Regions from separate parts of the Zea mays genome. Here all the other regions are linked to region 2. A link is a contact called in public Hi-C data. All regions are on one chromosome and are shown on one strand. The core of a region is the stretch at or near the end of the contact, and the rest is flanking DNA. Distances in the headings are between cores, read along the strand shown.

Region 1 (4,328 bases), core at 843-3,342, 210 kb after region 2:
TTTATTTTCATATATACATAGAAACTCACCCGATCCGTTAAATTTCATATAAGGGTATCTTGCGGGTTATGGATGATAAACTATATGGAATACTGGATAGGATCTTCCCTATCTGATAACGTAACTCAAGTAGAGGACGTATATTTATAGGAACAATGTTTCTTTTGTTCTAATTTATATACTTGCAGGATGATATAACAATGTTTAGGTTTAAGCTATCTGTAATATTATGGGACTCGAGATTAAACACAAAGAAAATACATCAAAATCTTGACCACAATGTGGATGAAGATTGAGAGAGTTCAAGTGATCTTGAAATAATCGATACTCCATGTGAGTTACCTAAATCGTCAAATACATCACATCAAATTAAACCATATATATCTTCATGTGTTCTGCCTGCTAAAGTAACATCAACAAACACACAAGAACTGATGTTTGTGTTATGCACATATATCATGGGGATAGACAACGCCAAATATTTAAAATAAGTTAATTCTCATTTAATATAATATATGCATGGTAAATATTCATGCTTTAACTATAAAAACAAATGTTCATTTAATAGGAAACATTGGATTCAGAGCACTAAACTCTATCCAATTTTTTAAGTCTTAAAAAACTTAAAGATATATTGGATGTAAATAAGCCGATAGATACAGATTGTTTTAACATGGCTGTTCGGATGATCGCATGCAATGATGACTTGTTCTTGTTGAAAGACAAATACCACTATATGGATCTACAGTTCTGTGTAAGTTGAAGTAATTAGTCTTTATTCATATAAGTGTGTTCATTATATCATTATTTTACTAACAAAAAGTAGTCCATAACTAAATTTGGTCGAGACCCTCGCCTTCGTGCAAAGCCAGATATCAACATGTTGGCAAAATTATTAGAATGTTGGCCTACCATAGAGTACGATGTTTCAGATTGCAAACAAGTAAGCTATACTCTTTCATCATTTTTGTAATCTTGTTTTTTTCTCTTACTTGAACTATTTTTTTAAATTGTAGATTCTATTGTCCGATTCTTTCTTGGGTCACTTCACCTTATATGTACTTAACATGGACACTAGAAGCATCTATATAATGTACTCCATGCCTATACCATCATGGTTTAAGGGTGATGATCCTAACATGCATTATATCCATAAAATACATTATATTGGCAATAATATGAATGCTGCCATGGAATTGGCCAATCCTATATGGAAAGACGATATTTATATGTGGTGTCGTATAGTACCAACATGAGTTCTAAGAACATTAAACTGGTAATTTTTTTAACCTGAACAACTTATTAATTTGGTCTACATATATGTAACAACATATTATTTTAATTTGTAGGGATTTATCCGCCTTTCTTGTTATCAACTTTATGCACGTTTGGAATGGTATAAGGTTATCCTGCATTTGCACCGTGAGTACCCTATTTGTTCCAATACTTTGTCAATATCGTTCTTCTATAATTGATTATTAATTGAGTTCAATGATATGTAATAATGAATATGCAGAATGGGAATGTCTTGAGGACCAAATTTTTAGTAGAATTAATGAAGTACAAGGACAATGAATCCAAAGACAACATTCCAGAAGAAATACAAGAAATTATTAGACACATCAGATAAATATGATTTTATTTGTAATGATACTCAACTTTTACAGAAAATTATTATCCTTAATGTATATTCACTTCATTTTAATTTGTCGTCTTACTAAGATTTCAGCGTTTATTAATAATAATAAACAAATATTCATATTTTTGCACATCTTATTATCCTAATTAATTTTTATTGTCTTTTAGGTTCGTTGTATCGTTAATACGGGCATACTACTAGTATTTATAGAGGTAAAGATAGGTAAAGATGAAAATACTGTACTTGTCGTCGTAGTGTCACGAGGAAGTCTTGGTCACCAGAGGCCCGGGAAATAACTGGGCCAAGTCCAGGCCCTGTAGACAAGTCAAAAGACAAAATACACATCCGGGCACATCCCACCCAATCGACGTGCCGGATCAAACACGCCCCCCCTCCAAAAGAAAAAAAAACAAAAAAGCCGAACAAAAAACACGACGCGGCACAGAACATAGCACCGCACCACCGCACCGGGCCTCCTCCGAGTCTCCGACCTCCTCCTGTCTTCGGTGTCGTCGCCCGCCTCCCCATGAGGCCGCCCTCGAGACATGCCTCGTAGCCTCGGCGTCAGTAGCAGCAGCAGCACCAGGCGCTCCCTCCGCGTCGCGCCCCCCGCCTCACCCCCGCTGCGGCGGCCGCCGTCGCCGGCATGGCCATGCCGTTCGCGCGCCGCGACATCGAGGCGGCGGGCGCCGGCGCCAGCAGCGACGACTCTCCTGCCGCTAAGAAGGGCAAGCCCGAGCTCGCAGGGGCGCGCCCGGCTTTGACGAGGTCCGAGGCGTTCGCGTTCGCGGCCGTGCTCGCGCTCTTCACCGCCGGGATCTTCTGCGTCTTCCTCACCGCGCCACGCGGCGAGTTTGGGCAGATCCTCCGCCTCCCGCGCAGCCTTGCCGACGTCCGCCTTCTCAAGTACGCATATCCCTGCCCGCTTTCTCTTTGTTCCCCCGATCGGCCTTTTATTTGGATCAGGCTTATTTCGTATCTGAGGCGCGTAGTGTAAATCATGCTGCAAGCATGGTATCTATTGATTAATTAGTGCTACTTTGGATGTGATTTCGGATGCCGATTTCTGAGGACTAGGCTGTTCTTCAACATCAGAATAACTTGATGGAGGTGTGAGATTTCGTGATGCGTGAGATCGAAGATGAACACATGGTTCAGTCAAATAATACTGAAGCTATGTTTTAGTAGATGCAAATTTAGACAGTTAGGAACATTTGATATGTTGGTTACCAATTTCAATGAAGGGGACAAAAGAGGGCTCCTTTCCTATCTGATCTTGCAGCGACTCCACATGGGAGACGTTGTCTAAGTCAAAACCTCGTTAGGAATAAGCCAAGACTAGGAGCTAATTGGCTGTACTGCCTGTACAGAGTTCAATAGCGTAAATGTCGTGGACAGCGACTGGCTTTCTTTCTTGCTGTAAATTCTATCTCTCGGGAGTCAGTACTCAGTAATCAGTAACACTATAATTCTTCTCAGGTTATTTAGCAGGGGAAATTTGCAAGTATATTGGGCTTGCAAGTCAATTTTTCAAAGCTTCCCATTACCATCATCCATACAAGAAAGATGCTACCCACATTTATGTTGGGTTTTACATGTTAGAGAAGTATTTAGTTGTAGATATAATATAAGCACTGGCCAATGCTGTTGTGGTACCAAATTAACTAGTTACAGTTTTTTTTGGGACTACTGTACCATTACCATTTTTGTTGAAAAAAGTAAATATTCCCATTCTATCCATACCTCCTGTTGAGGTTTGGTACGAGTTCCTTAGGCTTTGTTGTGCATCCAATACAATAATTTGAATCTTGTAAAGTTACTGGCACTAATATAAGATCCTGAATCTAATATGATTCAAGAGCTAGGTTTATTTTGTAGTTTTCCATCAAGATAACACGATTTATCCTTGTAAATACTAAATAGATATTTAAACCCGAGCTGGTTATTCGAAATGTAAATCTGAACATTTAAACCCGAGCTGGCACAGTGCGGGAAGCCTACGGCACTGGATACGCCCTTTTAAGAATAGACATTTGACCTCCGTCACCATCAACTAAATCATAGGATTGTTTCTCCTATCCCTCAGTTCTGGATTACTAATTTAACAAGAGAAGAACTCACTGTAAATTAGTTATAATAACTACCAATTTGTCATTTGTTCTGATGTATTAGGGTGTCACCTTGCATATCTGCTACAACCAGCCAACCACTCACCAAATCATAGTACACTTTCAGTTATTCACTTACATTTCTTGTTACACAACACAGATACTCATTTTGCTTTGTTTTGGTTAATTTAACAGTTTCATTAGGTGCCTAAGAGACACTGCAAGTATTTAGCAAAATCTAGCACACTGGTGTGCTCCTACATTTCAATTACAGCCCCCCCCCCCCCCCCCCCCCTTTTAAGATACAAGCTGAGTGCATCTGATGCTATTTTCCTATTTAAACATTTTACTTGTACTAGTTTATTAGCCATACAGTTCTCAGAATTTTAAATCCTAGTGCAGGTATTACTGAACACATAGCCAATTTGTTTTAGTTGATTTCTGGTAGGCTTAGACTCTGTTGCCTTTGGTGGATAATATCATAATAACAAGAAAAAATTGTGAGTCATTTATTTTGTTATAGATACATGGTTTTTACTATGTATCTAGACATAGCGATAACATGTATCTATGTGCATATC
Region 2 (4,452 bases), core at 984-3,483:
GAAAATGTGCAAAGATCCATACCTTTAGAAAGGAGTCAACTTTTGAATAGGGCATGTATTTTCCACTACTTCTACCGAAGGATAGTCTCTCATAAATATACACTTTTGATTGTTTCAATTGTTCTCTGTTATTTTTTAGTAACATTTTCCATAATACCTTGGAAACTTGAAACCTAATAGCACAAACATAACAAGTCAGCAGAATACAGTAAATATCAGAGAGAGAAGCACACAATTAATCATAAAACAGTTCTATTCTTTCACAAACCATTTATCCTAGGCATTCTTTTATCTGATTGATTGACATCATAATGCTCAAGCAAGTAGACACTTGCAAAGAGCCAAAACTATCTGAGCAAAAAATATACAGATCAGTGGGATCCAAGATTTTGGTAGCGACGCCATATCCATATGCATAGCACAACATGCTAATTACTTTTATTCATGCAGGGAGGCCTCATGAAGAAACTGATCTTACAGTAATTCTCCGTCAGCAAGAAGATCAGCAACTAAAGCGTCTTCACCAAACCTAAGATGTAGAACTTCTCCAAGCCAGATCTTTGTTTGTGTCTGAAACAAACGTGAAAATAAATAGAGATGAAAAATTAAGTACATGATTACGTAAACTCTAGAATAGCATGTGTAGTCTCTGGTTTACAGAAGCAGGATAACTAACAAGTTTTCTTTTGAAACAAAAACTAACAAAATGTTTTATCATTCCAAATCAAGGACAGTGTCAACAAAAAGGAGAAAGCAAACACTATACATCCTAAGAATATGAGTAATACAGTTCTCGGGCATTGTATTAAGAAAAAAACATTCTCGCACAGGTCGAGAAAACCTCATGTGCTTTGTCGTGGTACAAACGAGTGGATTTAAATTCGCACCCACGGGAACTTAAACTCAGGATCTGAGAAGTACTACTCAGACCACCTAGCCAACTCAGCTAGAAGCTCTTTCGCTGTAACTCGGAATAATTGTATATACACTGCATCTTATTTATAAACCATAGCAATTGAATTGGCTATACCTCACTAGGTTGTATTGTGTTTTAACAAAACTTAACAGATTTAATGGCATGTATATGCCATCTTTACTCACATGAGTTTAATGCACGAATGCAGATACTTTTTTGAGAAACCAAGGCATCTTGGAGAATGAAATTACACTGGCCAATGTCTCCTGTAGTATTGAAGTAGCTATACTCAGCAAGGACCATTTGCCATGCCCTTATCTTAACTTTGTCAGGAAGAGATTGGATCACCGATGTGATATTCTACTAATTCTGTTGACACGGAGAAATGGTCCAGCAAGCACATGCCATTTTTGACATTAACCACGACTAAAAATGGCAAAATAGCTATAAAAGAAAGTCTACTACCCACTGATCGATCTGGAAAACATCAGTTTTAACAGCACCATAGTAGTACTCTACTCAACAGTCTAACAAAGTCCGGAGTCCGGACACCACGAACCAGCCAAACTGAACCCATATGCAACCGTAACGACAAAGAAATTAATCGGCGACTCTTTAGTTCATGTTGCCATCTTATCTACTCGGTAATGCAAGAAAAATCGAATTCATCGACAAGGGATTCTGGTATGATGTCTGGCGTGCGAACCCCGATGAATCAAGAGCGCCACAGGGAACGGGTCGTATGAACCTTCATGACAAGAACCACTGGATAATCTGGCACCAATACAGGACGGCGTCCATCACCTCAACAGCAGGCACGGCGGAAGCCACTCCACCAAACCGCGAGGGGGTCGGAGGTCCAAGCAAGCACACTCACTCACTGTTCCATTAGCTCCCTGTTCCCCCAAGAGCCCCAACCGAACAGAAAAGCTTCGGGATCGGACCTCACCTGCAGGAAGGCCTCGTCGAGCTCACGGAAGGTGGACGCGGACGACGCCTCGTCCACCCGCACCGCCCCCGGCCCCTGCTGCGCACTCCTCATCCCGCCGCCTCCTTCTCGATCACCGAATGTCACCACGTCACGGGGTGCCCGCCGCCCGATGGCGCTCCAGCTCAGATCCTCGTGCGGCCCGCCGCGCGCGGCGTGCAAGCTCATGGCCGTGTGCCGTAGTTTGCTACTCGGCTACTCCACTTCAGCGGCGGGAGGAGGAGGATGCGTGAGCACGCGTTGCCGTTTGCGTGCGCGCGCGCCTGGGGTGGGCGGCGCGGGCTGCAGCCGTGGAGGCGAGGCAGAAGCCGCGTGTCGCGTGCTGCGCCGGAATGAGCGCGGCGCTGCCGCTGCTGCACCTGCGCGCATTTACTGGCGCGTTTTTCTCGCGGCGAACGACGAGGACATGATTGGATTTTTCCCGTTTGCGGGTGCCGAGACCGAGGGGCCAGAGGGCGGGGCGCGTAAATTCTCCGGGTCGAGCCAAGCGGCATTTGCCGTGTGCAGGTGCAGCGACGCCGACGCGGACTAGCGTGGCCGTAACGTGGGCAGTCAGCGAGCGGCACACGAGTGACTCGCGGGAGTGGGATTCAGCCATTCAGGAGCTGAACCGGACAAAAACGCAGGACGAAAGGGACCGCGCCCGAACCGTGGGCGTCCGATGCGCCATCCGGTTCGTGTGGCCGGGGGGCACTCGCGTACGGGATTTTGCGCATTTGCGCTACACAACGACGCCTTGAAAGGAGAAGACGAGTTCCTTACGAAATTATTGAGCGGTGTGTGTTTGTCTATATAGATTTAAATCATCGGCTGGCTACCACGCTCAAATCACAAAAGAGAAGCATCCCGCCACCCAGGCGATCAGGACTAGCAAGGAGTGGCTTGGGCTGCCTTGCCTTACTAGAATGGCCAAAGGCGTTCACAGGTTAAATGAGACGATCGTAAATCTAGACTGGTGCTTCTATAGGATAAATTTAGGCTGGTGACATATGGTAATACCGATTACCGAACACATGTTTTATTGGGGACAAAGCCAAATAAGTTTTTGAAGCGTTTTTTTTTCAAAAAGCATTCTTGGAGATACGGTTGGATATTTCGTCATAGTTCAAGTTGACTCGGTTTGGCTCGTTAAGCTAACAAGCCACAGAGTCGACTCGTTTATTAGCTCGAGTTGGCTCGTTTACCTCGTGAGACAGAGATTATATATATATATATATATATATATATATATATATATATATATATATATATATATATATATATATATATATATATATATATATATATATATATATATATATATATATATATATAATAATCAATTTCTAGTTAATTTTAAACTAATTTAACAATAGAAAATAATAATTATACTCATAGTTTCACAGACCACGTCAATGTAATACCAAATTAACATAATTCATCACTCATCAATTCACAATTAATATACATGTTCAACAGTTTAACCCACAGTTATATTTGCATAGACAAATTTAATGTATAGATATAGTTAATCAATTATTATGTAAATAATATGCATATAGTTCCTTTTTCTAAAATGTGGTAGCTCGTTTAATTCGTGAGCTAGCTGGTTAACGAATCGAGCTAGAATGTTAAAAGTGCTCAACTCGTGAAAAAAAACAATAGAACCAAGCCGACGGACCACGAGAATTTCGTGGGGCCCTAATTAGAGATGCACCTCAGATCATGTCTGCCCTTATTTCGATTCTCTCTTCGTCCGCTGGGCGGCTGGGCCACACTAAACCGCGGCCCACCTCACCACCACCAGTTTATTTTTCTGTTGCTGCCAAATGGTAGTGCCATGGCTTTGTTGTTTTCTCTTATCTCAATGCCTATGACACCACTCCAAGTCTCCAACTGCTAGGTCGACACAGACAAGTCACAAGTGTGCATAAAATTCGCAAACAACTAGCACCACACCGTAACTCGACTATTTTGCGCGGCAACACTCATGCTCGGAGTCGTAGTCGTGACACTTCAACGATGGGAGAAGTGTTTTTTTTTGTTGGCTATTCAGCTGAAGTTGGAGATTGATTTTGGCCGTCTAACTATAAAACCAGAAGCCTTTTACCATTTGACTATGAACCATTTACATTTAGTTATCGAGAGTGGTCTGAACTGCGTTTTTGCTGACAAGTGGCAGCGTCCAGCGTGTGTGTCGTGAACAAACCACACTGCCCTGCACGCCAAACACACATTACCCCTGTCCAGGCCGTTTCCCTCCTTTGCCGGCAAAGCCAAAATCGGCCGCGCCCAAACCGCGCACCCCACCTACCCCACCATTGGCTTCCCATGCGGCCCTTGTTGCCCTGCACGAGTGCACGCTGCGCCCACCGCACCGCGCCTCGCATCTCTGCCATCGCGCAGCATGCCAGCATGCCCGAGCACTAAACCACCGGCCAGTCGGGCCGCCCTCCGGGCCTTGTCCGAGCCCGGCAGGCGGCAGTGCCTATTGCCAGCCAGGAGACCGAGTTGGCCATGGCCTCCTCGTCATCTCCATTATCCCGCGTCGACAGAGAGACAGGACACC
Region 3 (4,184 bases), core at 1,108-3,607, 220 kb before region 2:
CAGATAAATACAAACCAACAAACTTACCATATCACGCTTACGCTTCTCTGCAATTTGCTCACGTTCCTTCTGTCGCAGCCTTTCACTTTCTTCGCGGACCTTTTGCTCAGCCTAAAACCAATTGATTATTTCAGTATTAAATGGATTTTAGTGATCCACTCCATAACATCCAATTACATATGTGAAATGTGACAACTTAAAGAGAACACAGAATTCCTCGGAAATATTAAAGATCTGACTGTGTGCACTCAGCCACAATTAGTAAATATTTTTTCCATGATGTATTGTCCTAAGTATACTCAAGTATGAGAGCATGCAGATATCAAGGTTCCATTATTTAACAAGTTCCTTTTTAGCACGAATGAATTTTAGCATCAAAATTGACATTACTGTTATATATTATGTGTTATAAATTATTTTTGTTTCTTCAGAAACAAATGTCGGATGCACTCTGCACAAAATTTCACAAGTAGAAGCTGTGCCCATAGGAACACCAAATGTGCTGGCATAGATTAAGCAGTAAGCACATATGAAAATCACAATACAGAAGCACTTATTACATCATAGAAGTAGCCCCTACTGGATACCAGCCATTAACTTTGATGGAAAAAGTAAGCAAACCTTTCGCTGAGTCTCTGATCTACGCAGAAAAGCCTCGGAGTTAGATAGTTTTTTATCTTCTTGTTGAAATTTCTGCATTGCAGGCAGTAGAATAAGATAAACAAAATTTCACACAGTGATGTACTGATGTTATGATGTATAAACCCAGACAGGTGTGCAAGCAATGGCACTGGCACACCCAACATCCAAAGATAGAGAATCCTGGACATTGGGTGGGCTGTGCTATATAAAATAATGCTAGGTAGCAACATGTCAATGCAAAGTTCCTTAGATTGGAATAAGTACGTATCATTGGCAACCAAACTCACAGGCATAAATATAACATTGCGGGAACAGGACACTAATGGGGTGTTTGGTTTTAAGACTGAGTTAGTCCATCATCTACTCATTCCTCACTTTTTTTTGTTTGGTTAGTGCAATGGAATAGGATGGTGCATAATCACCCATTCCTCACAAGTCAATAATTTAAAACTATTACGAGGAATGGAGCCATTCCACCAAAATTGAGGAATCAACTCATGATGCACCACGCCACCACCTCATCTAGAATGTAGAATCGAGTGGTTCCTCAAACCAAACACCCTGTAAATGGATTTAGTATTTTGTTAAGTTGATACCCAGCTGGCAGGTTTGTTAACACTGGCCAACAGAACAGGTAAAAGCTAATCAAGTTTTTCCAAGGAATGAGACAGAAATAGAGAACAGCCACATTAGGTCAATATGTATTCTTGCAGGAGTACAGATTCATCATTATGCAAAGAATTGCTTTACCTCTAATGTACCGACAAGAAGCTGCCCCAGCATCCTCTTATTTCTTCTCACCAAATTCGGGTCCTCATTCCTGGGAAGCTCCCTTGGAGCTGGCTCTGGCAGCGAATTATAGTCCTATAACCAAACGAAACAAGGTAAGCTCCACAAGATGACATATAACCGTGAATAGCAAAACCACAAGACATCCACACTTTGTTCTAATAAGTACTCACCACTCTCCTCTGCATCCGCAAGCCACCATCCCTTCTGAACCCGCCATTGTTGAAACCCCTCCCGGCACTGCCTTCAGTGGCACCTGAACCTGTCCCATGCCCCTCCGCATCCGCATCCTTTGTGCCTTCCTCGTTATTTTCAGCCCCATCCACCTCCAGTTGTTATGTCAAGCAACCAGACATAATTTTATTGTTTCGACAAGCAGACCATTACAGACTGTGCAAACAGAAGCGAAATTGAAGCAGAAAAAGAAGATACCTTAACTACGGCTGATAGCAGCCGACGCTTCTGCGGAGGTTGATCCCCCGATTCCGGACCCACAGCCTACATCAGAGACATTGATGACAAAAAGAAGTGTTACGAGTACACAAATACATTAAGCAAAACGATGGGTGCGTGAGGGAGGTGCAGGGGAGAAGCGTACGGGTCTCGCGAAGCCGCGGAGCGGGCGGGGGGCCCCGGGTCCAGGACCAGGGCCGGGGGCGCCGCGGCGAAGGCCACGGGGGTCGCGCAGGCGCTCGGTGATCTGTTGATGGGGACGAGAAAAGGTCAGGGCAGACGGCCCGGAGACTCGGGGCTTCGAGAAGCGCTGGACAAAGAAAGAGATGTACCTCGCGGTGCTGACGCTGGAGCTCCTGGAGCTCGCGGCGGATGTCCTCAGCCGTCTTCTCTGTCGCGGCGGCCATCGCCGTCGCCCGTCGAGAGCCGGGAGGGAGGAGGGTTTGGGTTTGGCTGCGCTCGGATTGGCAACCTGGGAACGATGGTTGGGGGTTTCGGTGCCCTAGTATAGGGTGCGGGTTGCCGAGACGGCTTTGGGGTGGTATGTGCCGTTGGATCTTGCATCGTTTTACGGTGAGGAGTACGCGTGGAGCGGGTCCTGGGCCGAACGCCCGAACCCGTGCATCACAAAGGAGCAAAGACGACAATAATTTGTTTCTGGGTCGACAACAATTTGCCGGGCACACCCAAGACCCGCGGAAGCCACGACGACAAGCCTCCATCGCCTCTTGTTGTTTGCGGGCCCCATACGTCAGAGACCACAAGCCCGAGGCTTAACTCTCCCTGCCGCTAATCCCTCGCGCCGCCGGAGGGAAGCAAGAGATAGATCTGTCCGCGGCCATGGCGGCGGCGGCGGCGGCGGCGGAGCAAGGCGTGGACGCCGCGAGGAAAGAGGAGGAGGAGGAGCAGGTAGTGAATCCGTGGGAGGTGTCGGCGGGGAAGGGCGGCATCGACTACGACAAGCTCGTGGACCAGTTCGGCTGCCAGCGCATCGACGACGCGCTCGTGGACCGCATCGCACGCCTCACCGCCCGACCACCGCACTGCTTCCTCCGCCGAGGCCTCTTCTTCGCCCACCGGTACCGAGCCACCCGCAAAAAAAAAAGGCCCTAGTTTTTTTTATCCCCGTAGGAGGACGTGCTGACGAATTTTTGTGTGCTTTTCTTATGTTATAGTGATTTGAACGAGATACTGGATTTGTATGAGAACGGGCAGAAGTTCTACCTCTACACGGGGAGGGGGCCCTCGTCGGAGGCCCTGCACCTCGGCCACCTCATCCCCTTCATGTTCACAAAGTAAGTAGTATGTCTCGGTTATGAAAGTTGGGTACGACTCCTCAGTTTTTTCCACATCGGTAAAACCGAATTTCTTTACCATGTAACGAAATTACAAGGTTTAATTACAAGGTTTTTAAGAGCATCTCCAAAAGCTCCCCAGAAGTCTCCCCTAAATCTATTTTTTTTTTTGGGAAAAACACAAAAACATGTCTCCAACAGTTCCCCTAAAGCGCCCCCAATTTTTTCATAGCCCTTAAAACTCCCTCATTTGTAGCTACAAATGAGGGGTTTTTTGGGCTCCCCAGAAACAAACTGCTGATTTAAGGGATCTGTTGGAGAAAGGATTAAAATTTACCCCCACTTATTATTTAGATGTCCCTTAAAACTGATTTTGAGGAGTCGTTTTATGGAGAGCTCTTGGAGATGCTCTAAGCCCTGTTTGTTTCCCTACAAGATTTATAATCCAGCTTATAGATTATATAAGCACCTATTGACTTGCTTATGGATTATCATAATCTAGGTATCTAGATTACATAATTCACATAATAATTTAGATTCTTTGTTTACCTCTCAACTTATTTAAGCTGGATTATATAATCTTGAGGGTAAACAAACAGGCCCTTATTCTAACTTTCATGCAACGCGAAACTAAACGAACCACCCTTCTACTGCTCACCCAGGGAACAACCATCAGGTGGGTAAACCCAGCACCTACGAAACACATACCATGCTAATTGCTAACAAGAACAGGAGATGCAAAAAAGGGCTCCTGTACATGGCCCTTGACCTTAGCAGCGCGCAGTCTGAACTAGCTGAAAAAAACCTAACACCCCGTTTGGATGTAGATATTGGAGCATATAATTGTGAATTGGAATCACCTTTCCTAAATTTTGTTGTTTGGTTGCACATGGAATTGAGATTTGGAATTAGAGGCTAAATTATCTGAAATTGGACTATAACTAGAAACCCCCTCTCCCAATACAAAACCTCACTCCTCGGTATTGCATGGAATTAGACCGCACA

Evidence for each region. Hi-C and Micro-C count contacts between places; a contact is called where the count stands out from the background.
Region 1: a Hi-C map of leaf shows a contact between it and region 2, with 6 times the contacts expected there. The contact joins the promoter of LOC100283054 here to the promoter of LOC103643866 in region 2. A contact is called at or near these places in 6 of 25 Hi-C or Micro-C datasets (ear, leaf and tassel).
Region 3: a contact with region 2 is called in a Hi-C map of leaf, with 2.9 times the contacts expected there. The contact joins the promoter of LOC100283191 here to the promoter of LOC103643866 in region 2. A contact is called at or near these places in 5 of 25 Hi-C or Micro-C datasets (ear, endosperm, leaf and 1 more).

The regions. Positions count from the first base shown.
Region 1 is chr1:271,755,379-271,759,706 of Zm-B73-REFERENCE-NAM-5.0, forward strand. It overlaps LOC100283054 (gtk16 protein), which reads left to right and starts at 2,093. Exons shown (of 4, transcript NM_001155956.1): 1 at 2,093-2,545. The coding sequence starts at 2,286.
Region 2 is chr1:271,548,036-271,552,487 of Zm-B73-REFERENCE-NAM-5.0, forward strand. It overlaps LOC103643866 (protein OPAQUE10-like), which reads right to left and starts at 2,234. Exons shown (of 8, transcript NM_001358048.1): 1 at 1,866-2,234; 2 at 479-570; 3 at 23-173. The coding sequence starts at 2,072.
Region 3 is chr1:271,330,907-271,335,090 of Zm-B73-REFERENCE-NAM-5.0, forward strand. It overlaps LOC100283191 (pinin/SDK/memA/ protein conserved region containing protein), which reads right to left and starts at 2,358. Exons shown (of 10, transcript NM_001156093.2): 1 at 2,217-2,358; 2 at 2,030-2,131; 3 at 1,864-1,929; 4 at 1,605-1,757; 5 at 1,393-1,506; 6 at 622-693; 7 at 28-111. The coding sequence starts at 2,291. LOC100282419 reads left to right here and starts at 2,544. Exons shown (of 11, transcript NM_001155330.2): 1 at 2,544-2,963; 2 at 3,060-3,179. The coding sequence starts at 2,725.